Linked DNA regions of Hordeum vulgare: all the other regions are linked to region 1. Evidence: chromatin contacts called from public Hi-C data. All regions are on one chromosome and are shown on one strand. Each heading gives the region's core, a stretch centred on a gene start, on an enhancer-like site or on the middle of the called end of the contact. The rest is flanking DNA. Distances are from core to core; before and after follow the strand shown.

Region 1 (2,861 bases), core at 246-2,745:
GGTCCATACCAATCCACAGACCAATAATGTGTATGTTTTAGAGTGTTACGTCGAAGACGCTCTCATAGAATAGAATAACTAAAAATATCTGTAGAAGCCTAATACTTACTCTGACAGTGTCAGAACATGTTTTTTATTTTTATAAGGGGAGTAGAATAGAATAATACTTCCTCTGTTGGTTAATATAAGAGTGTTTAGATTAGTAAAATAATGTTCTAAATGTTTTTATATTAGTTTACGGAGGGAATAACAAATATCTATAGATTCTAGCTATGTAGAATTCCATACAGGTGTCGAGCCGACAGGACAAAACAGTAATCGTCCACTCGAAGGTTTTCCGCGTATGTGGCTCTGCGAGCGTAAGCGAACTAAGCGAGCTGTCAACAGAAGCTGTATTTGGATGGATATCCTCCCCCGTGCGCGTCTAGTCTTCTCGGGCAGACATCCCTCTCGCTGTGGGGAAAATTGACTATTTGTTATTAAGTTTGTTGCAATTAAATTATAACTACAAAGTTGATTTTTTATTAACAAAATATTAACTAGGGACTAGAGCGTAAGAGATGATTAGTGCTGGAAAAATAGAAAAAATCTCACGCATACACGGACCATATACAGATCATATATAAATCGATTGCTACAAAAAAAACAAGTACCGGATCGATAGCTACACAACGAGATAAAAATGAAAAAAACTGATAAAGAAAGAAGGAAAGGAAAAAACAAATATGGATGCACCCGTGCTACAAACTACGATCTTACTTTTCTTTGTGTTTTGACCTGCTACGACCCTAGCAGCGAAACAAAAGATTGCACTGTCCCATGCCTTCAGATCAGCTTATACTCGAGTGCTAGCTAGACTCTGAGTTGTGTAGCTATGTTGAAACAATGTTGAAGACTTATGAACGGCTAGTCGAACGTTCGCCCAACTATAGATGCGTTGACTGGCCGGCTGTCGGTCCACCGGTTGATGAGTTCGTCGCCTAGGGTTGAAGAGGCGTTGCCTTATGAGTTGCGACGGTTAGGTTTGGATGGAGGGATGGAACGATGCATGTAGTTATGACTATGAGATGATCACCAAGCACGTACTTGTATTTGTATACGACATGTGTGTGAGATCTTCTTTTTCTTTCCTAGCACTAATCATCTCTCACAATCAAGTCCCTAGCTATGTTTTGTCAATAAAAAATCAACTTTCTAGTTATAATCAAATTCCAACGAATTTAATGATAAATAGTCAATTTTCCCCTCGGTGTGAGCGCAAGTGGCACCCGCACGACCGGTCGACGTCGCCGTCCGGTCGGGGAATGCAAAGGCGCGGGACCGGGCGGTTCAAATCAAAAAGGCCAGCGCCGCGGCCACGTGAGGCGATGCGCCGTCGCCCCCGGCCACATGCCTGCGCACGCGCGCCGTCGATTTCCGAGGCCCACCTCATCCTTTCTGTGGCTCCCCACGGGAGCGACCACGTACGTCGTCTACAGGGCCCTGTACTACTGCTGTACCTGTCCGGGCCGCACTGCCATTGGAAGGTCTAGTGGCGGCCTCTCCTCACATCCACGCAAATTATTCTGCAGCTAACCAACTCCACCGACCGAGATAATCTACATTTTTTTGCCATTCGTGGTACTTCATTTTTTAAAATCTGTCCATTCCTTTTGCATCCAAATATTCCAACATCCCATGGTGATGATATGTAAAGCAATCTGCTTGGGAAAAGTCTGATGTAGTAATATCACTTCATCAAAGAATGAGATTCCCCTGTATCTATTTGGAGAGATTGAATGCCAGCAAGACTAAGCAAAGGTCCAGCATCCCATGACGAAGATATCTAAAGCAATCTGCTTGGAAAAAGTCAGATGTAGTAACATCAGTTCATCAAAGGATGAGATTCCGTGTATCTACTTGGAGAGACTGAATGCCGGCAAGACTAAGCCAAGTTACAGTTCCAAGAAGATGATGAATGTTTTCACGGCAAGCCAATTATCGTTCTACCTGTGCTTACTTTGCTTATCTGAAGGCAACTGATTTCTACAAATATTACACACAATAACTTTGCTTCCTGCGGTTCTGTGTTTGTTTATCTGAAATGGAACTGAATTATCTATTGGCAAATAGGAAGTACAGTGTGGATGAAAAGAGATCACACACATCCCATTTTAAAATACTGTCTTGATAGTAAATGTGTTCGAACATATGGGGGAAAGACAACATTGCTGAACGAGCATATGCTAGAAAAGACAACTCTCGGGCATGGATCTTTTTTCACTTTCTATTTGAAGCTTGGATTTTTTACCAATTTTTTGCACCACAATTGTTCGTAGTCTGAACTTTCATGATTATCCAGATTGTTTTGTGTACTTTGCTTGTCCAGCTGTCTAACTATGATATTAATTTTCATATCTGCGCAACTTTTGGTAATTTTGTTTTTATAAACTTAATTTAAATTCTCAAAAGATTGGATGTGGATTATTGAAGCACACCTTGGAACACTTTCCTACGTTTCTGCAAAAAATTGGTCTGGCATATTTACGATCCGTGATGAACAACATACAAGCTTTCGGGACCTGAATCATCATTTTTTTATGTTTTAAGACTAACTTGACGCATCTCATATAGTTATAGATTGGTGCGTTTTACTCCCCGGAAATTACAGGTAGCTCCAAACGACACGTGCTCCATGAGCTTCTCTTGAATCACAAGCATTATGAATTAAATTTGCTTGCACCAGGATGTGATTGATCGCTTGTTTGATGTGTTTTTTTTGGGATTTTATTGGCAGAATGGACCATTAAAGGGATGCAAACATAACAAGCATACACCCGGTTTATGCATTGTTAGGATGCACGTAGCCAACACCAACGTAC
Region 2 (2,861 bases), core at 213-2,712, 400 kb before region 1:
ATACCGGTGACAACAAGGACATCACATAGAGATTTAGGTATTGTTGAAACACTAGCACCAAGGTCACACAAAGCATTTCATTCATAATCTTTGAGCTTAATTTTCATAGTAGGTTCCCATTCATCATGCAACTTTGTATGTATTTAAAGTTCTAGCTCAAGTTTCTTATCATAAGCTTTTATCATTGCTTCTACTATGTGTTCAGTAAAAGCATTATTTTGTTCATAAGAATTGGGTGAGCTAATAAGGGATTGCAGAAAGCAAATACATTTTACTAAATAGAAACTCTCAAAATTAAAGTCTTTGTAATCCAATATAGTGGCCACATCACTATTTAAAGTTTTGGCCTATCCAAACCCAATATTTCATTTTTATCATTAGAATCATCACCCTGTGAACAAACGGTACGCCTTCTAGGTAAATTTGAATCATGTCTAGTCCCTTTATAATCTAATTTCAGATTAGTAAACAAAGATTGAATGGGAGAAGTACCTATCATTTTAAGATCTTCATCATGATTACGGTAAAAACCGGGTGGAAGAAGCTTTTCTAAGAATTCTTGTTTGGGTCTCAACCTTGTAATCCTCTCCTTACTTTCATTAATAGATATTTGTATGGATATAATGGACTCATTGATATCATGATTTGCTAGCAGATTTTTATTTTTAAGAGTTTCCACATCAAGAGCAATTCTATCCATGTTCCTAGCCAAATCATCAACTTTATGCAACTTTTATTTTACCATAGTATTAAAAATCTTTTAAGAACTAATGAATTCTTTAATGGTGTTATAAAAATGAGAGGATAAACTATTATTATTTGGAGAAAAAATTCCATAATAATTTCCACAATTATTAGAGTAGTTACCAGAGTACGGTCGAGTGTTGAAATTTCATCTATAAATATTATTGTTGAAATTGTTTTGCCAGATAAAGTTCACATCAATAGCATCATCATTTTCCTCAATGAAGGTAGACAAAGGCATATCATTGAGATCAGCATGAGCATGTTTACTAGCAACCATATTCATAAGAGCATTCACTTTCTCATTCAAACACTAATGGAGAAATGGCTAGCCATAACTTTTATTGATGGCGCACCATTTTTAATCCACGTTACCGTTATTTTTTTCAAATGGTGATGGTGTGAGCATATTTCATACGCCACTACTATAGCCTTATTAGTGGCGTTGGATTTTTTTCACGCCAAAGGTATATGTAATGTAACAGCTTGCCCGACCGAAAGTTGATGGTGATGTGTAAATTATTTCACGCCATAATTATCAACCAGACCGATGGCGTTGGATTTTTTTTCATGCCACTAATAGTTGGATCAGTCAATTTCAAAATAATTGAAATTTAGACTAATTACTTTTGGCGTGCAAATTAGCACACATGCCATAGATAACTTGTATCTATACACGCCAGTCGCCAGCAATTCAATTTTTAGGACCACACCAAAAAGTGGAGGCACCACGTCCACACATCACCCAAAGAAAAAAATGCTAAGAATCAGCACATCCACACACCTTTTATGGGTAGCAAAAAGAAATATATCTCTCTCCTTATCTGGTGTTACTCTCGTTCCGTCTTTTACAACATCCATGATTTCCTCTATCCTCGCGATCTCCTCCCCGAGCGACGCCATCTCTTTCCCTCCCCCATGATCTCTTCTCCTGTTATCCCATCTCTCTACACCAGCATTCCACCACATCACCATTAGCGGCCACAGCATGCACAAGAAGCCCACCCCCACCACCTCGCGCGGCCACAAGAAACTCTATAATCCGCGCTGGTGAGGCGGCTTGGATCCAGTCGATGCATGGCGGCGTGGTGCGAGGCAGTGACTCGGTGGGGTCCCATCACCTCTTCGATGCGCGGCTAGATCTTGAAATGGACATGGTCATCACCGTTTAAGTCGTGGACGAGTACGGGCATCCGCCATTATCCCATGGTCGATCTCCGGTCAGCGCTGGAGAGGGTGTTCGGCGCCACCTCGCAAGATCTGTTGAAGAAGACCACCACCCATTCCCCTCCAAGCGCACCCTCGCCGCAGCTTCCTGCCGGTCCGCCCAACGCCGCGCATGTATGTATTTGATTTATGGGACTATACGATCTATTGGATGTATGAACGGAATGTATAGATTTTGACATACAGATGAAACGTATGTATGTATTTGATGTACATATGAATGTATTTGGATGTATGTATTTTCGTTTTGTGAAATTTTTAGTGCCGGCGTGTGAATGAATGTGCACCTCATTGGTACTCTCATTATAGTGACCACGTCATTAACATTAGAAGTAGTAATGGTATGGGATGATTTGGCACACCACCAGTAAGGCAGGTTGTAATGGGTAGTATCATATACAAGTATCATGCATATGATACTAGTATATCATATCATATCCGTAATGCATAGTATCATATATTAGTATCATAGGGTAGTTTATTTATTATCATGCAAGACACATAGTAACACATCATTTAATATTATACCATAGTATCATATATTAGTATCATAGGATAGTTTATTTATTATCATGCAAGACACATAGTAACAGATCATTTAATATTATACCGTATCATGATATGATACTCAACCCTCTCTTTCTTTATTTAATTCTACGCCACCTCATCGAAATTGCCTAGTTGGCATGCATGATACTACCTATGATACTACCATTACGGGCAGCCTAAGGATGGCCATAGTGGGAGTAACTTAGGTAGTATCATGCTCTTGCGACTAGCAAACATGCTGATGTGGCAGACAATTAAAGAAGAGAGAGAGGGTTAGAGTAACATAGGTAGATACCGTAACATGTTAAATGTAATGCTAAAATGTGTCTTGCATGTCAATA
Region 3 (2,861 bases), core at 190-2,689, 260 kb after region 1:
GCCGAGGTCTCCAGCAGCGGGAGCTGCCTGGCGCGGCGGCCAGCACGACCATGGTGACGACGACGGCTGTGTGCGTCGGCTCGGGAAGATGAGAATATCTTTGAAAAGTGCCGACCAGCGAGACGACACGTGCACACAACTGATGCATCGTGGCAGTGTCGTGCTCGTCGGGAGCATGAGCACCATCTTCCTATATGTAGTGACTCGAGATCGATTCACATTGGCGGACGACAACCAGTCCGCCGCGATCTCGCGGGAAAAACATACATCGTAGGTAAAACTAATCTGAAAAATTACAAAAATGGAATCACAATGATAATGGGAATCCATTTTTTGCAAAGAAAATTCGGATCCATACCTCCGCGAGAACGACGAAAGCCCTCTCGATGCAGGCTTGATGCGAGCTTGACGAAAAGTTGGTGGAGCGATGCGTGCTGATAACGTCTTTCACAACTCCTGCCGGCGAGTCCGGTCCAAGGTTGCGGAGCGAAAATAGCGTCGTAGTCGATTACGCGTACATACAAAAAGTAAAATTGACACAAAAAAGTAGAGGGAAGTCTTTCTTTATTCATCATTGATAAGTGTTCTGTACAATGGGGTGCTCTCCTCTTTATATAGCTATAAGGGGTGGCGGATAAGTATCCACTTTAATGTGGAGTGAAGAAACTTGGTCTATAATGAACCAATGACTTATTTCATACAAGGCCCAAGTTTTTCAGCAAGTATGCTTAACAATCGTTAGATTATTAATCCGACTATTAATATTCCTAATTGGATGTGCATTCTCGTGCCTTTTATAATACAGATAAAAGTCAACGATCAACTCGATGTGATTAACGGTCGCTGCTCCACCAGTCAATCTCCATAGAGTAAACGAACACATAGCTAGGCCGGCCCATTGACTTCCGTGCATCAGGACCAGTTAGATCAATTGGGTGTTGTATACGGAGAAACCCTATTAAGCGCCACAGGCGCCAGCTAAAGGCAAATTTTGTTAACCGGCGCCTGCAGCATTCCGTATGGTCCGGCCCATTTAGACATCAGGTCTGTGTTTTATCCCATGAACTTTTTTCGGAATCGATGATTTGTTTAAAAAATCGGTGAACTTTTTAAAAGTCATTGATTTTTTTTAAATCCATGAGCTTTTTGGAAAATCGGAAAACATAATTTAAAATTTGTAAACTTTTTTTCAAATTCAGTGACTGTTTTTAAAAACCGATGAACTTTTTTTTGAAAATCGATAAATTCTTTTTTGAATCCTGCGAACTTTTTGCAAATACATAAACATATTTCGGAAATCGGTGAACTTTTTTTATAGACATTGAACTATTTTCGCAAATCTGATTTTTTTTAATTCTATGAACACATTTAATATGAGCCGGCCCACGAGAAGGAGCATGCAGGCGCGGGTTTATCTAGCGGACGGTTAAGGCGCCGCATAGGACCTGCCTTGTATAGGTGCTATCCAGTTCTGTGAAGTGCATGGATAAATCCAGATACATACATACCCACTTTTAAAAATATATTTTTAAATGCTAAAAGATATGAAAAAGGTTACACGGGTACTTCTCCATGTTTGACGTACACGTATAAAGTTGCACGGAAAAATATCTTTTTGTAGCCTGTGCAGAAAAAACAAAAGATTGTCTCGTGAAATGCTATTTAGAAGCATTGACATTTGTGTTTTCTGCATAGACAAAAAAAACAATATTTCTTCACAAAACTGTGCACACACGTTTAAGAACATGTATGCATGAAATTTTCTGTTGTTTTTTACATTTTTAAACGAGATTAAAATGCATCTTTTGAAAATTGGGTGCATTTTTCCATGGTCATGGATGCCCCCTCATCTAGTTCTCCCCTGTATATACTTTGGGTCACAGTGGTCCCATTGATAGGAAACTCTTAGAGAAATGCTTCCTCCTAAACTAATATAAAAGTATTTAAAACATTAATCTAATTCTTTTATATTAGTTTACAAAGGGAGTAGTTAGTTAGCGTCGCACGTGAAATAACAGATATCGACATTACTTTTGCAAAATAGTTTGGGCGTCATGAAAAAGGCAAGCGCCAAGAGTTAAATATAGTAATGGCGATTTTAGCAAACACCCTGTAACTTTTACTAAATATCACAAGCGTTTCCCTAGCGAGCAACGCCTCTGGTTCTTGATGTTGCAACGACGAGGATCTTGTCCATCCATGTTGCACTAGAGGAGGAAAATATTTATGGCGTTGGCTGTTGGGTGAAAGCCTTTGCTAACTTACCCATCAAATTCGAAAGAAATCTCATAATGCTTGAATATATTAATGCAAAGTAAACTTTTGGCATATGAACATGTGCAAAACAAAGTTAAACTAGACTATATAGACATATATAACTTACATTACTTGCATAGATCGGCCGCCAAAATATACCACGTTTGCCAAATTTGATCATCAACTTTCACGTCATCGTCATATCTCCAAAATGTGGGACCCGGATTTAGAAAGCATAGGCTTCTGGACACCTCTTATCATTATCCTCCAATCTTGCTTTGAGATTTGTGTTACACAACTAACTTACTATATGGAATTTTTTCTTTTTTGTTTCTTCAAAACAAAACAACATATGAACTTCAAACTTTGAAGTACAACAAATCATTCTAACTACAATGTAGGAAAACACTTTCACATTTTTTGGTCCGACATAAATATACAAAATGAGATTTTTTTAGTAGAAGATATTGTTTTCAGTATATATGTTTCATAAAAAAATCTGAAAGTTTTTTCCCACATTCTAGTTAGAATATTTCGTTGTCCTCCAAAGTTTGAAGTTCATATGTTATTTTATTTGGAAGAAACAAAAAAAGACGGTGCTTGCA

The links. A called contact is a pair of places that touch in the nucleus more often than the background predicts.
Region 2: a contact with region 1 is called in a Hi-C map of leaf, with 2.4 times the contacts expected there. The contact joins two enhancer-like sites. A contact is called at or near these places in 3 of 6 Hi-C or Micro-C datasets (leaf and seedling).
Region 3: a Hi-C map of leaf shows a contact between it and region 1, with 8 times the contacts expected there. The contact joins two enhancer-like sites. A contact is called at or near these places in 2 of 6 Hi-C or Micro-C datasets (both in leaf).

The regions. Positions count from the first base shown.
Region 1 is chr2H:396,058,650-396,061,510 of MorexV3_pseudomolecules_assembly, reverse strand. No RefSeq gene overlaps it. Among protein-coding and RNA genes, the nearest start is that of LOC123430152, 250 kb to the right of the region's middle. Within about 2 kb of position 1,495, at least 2 of the 3 cell types and tissues checked have open chromatin away from gene starts, as enhancers often do. A contact at or near this core is called in leaf, where this site is marked.
Region 2 is chr2H:396,463,237-396,466,097 of MorexV3_pseudomolecules_assembly, reverse strand. No RefSeq gene overlaps it. Among protein-coding and RNA genes, the nearest start is that of LOC123430153, 410 kb to the left of the region's middle. Within about 2 kb of position 1,462, at least 2 of the 3 cell types and tissues checked have open chromatin away from gene starts, as enhancers often do. A contact at or near this core is called in leaf, where this site is marked.
Region 3 is chr2H:395,801,024-395,803,884 of MorexV3_pseudomolecules_assembly, reverse strand. No RefSeq gene overlaps it. Among protein-coding and RNA genes, the nearest start is that of LOC123430152, 7.8 kb to the left of the region's middle. Within about 2 kb of position 1,439, at least 3 of the 3 cell types and tissues checked have open chromatin away from gene starts, as enhancers often do. A contact at or near this core is called in leaf, where this site is marked.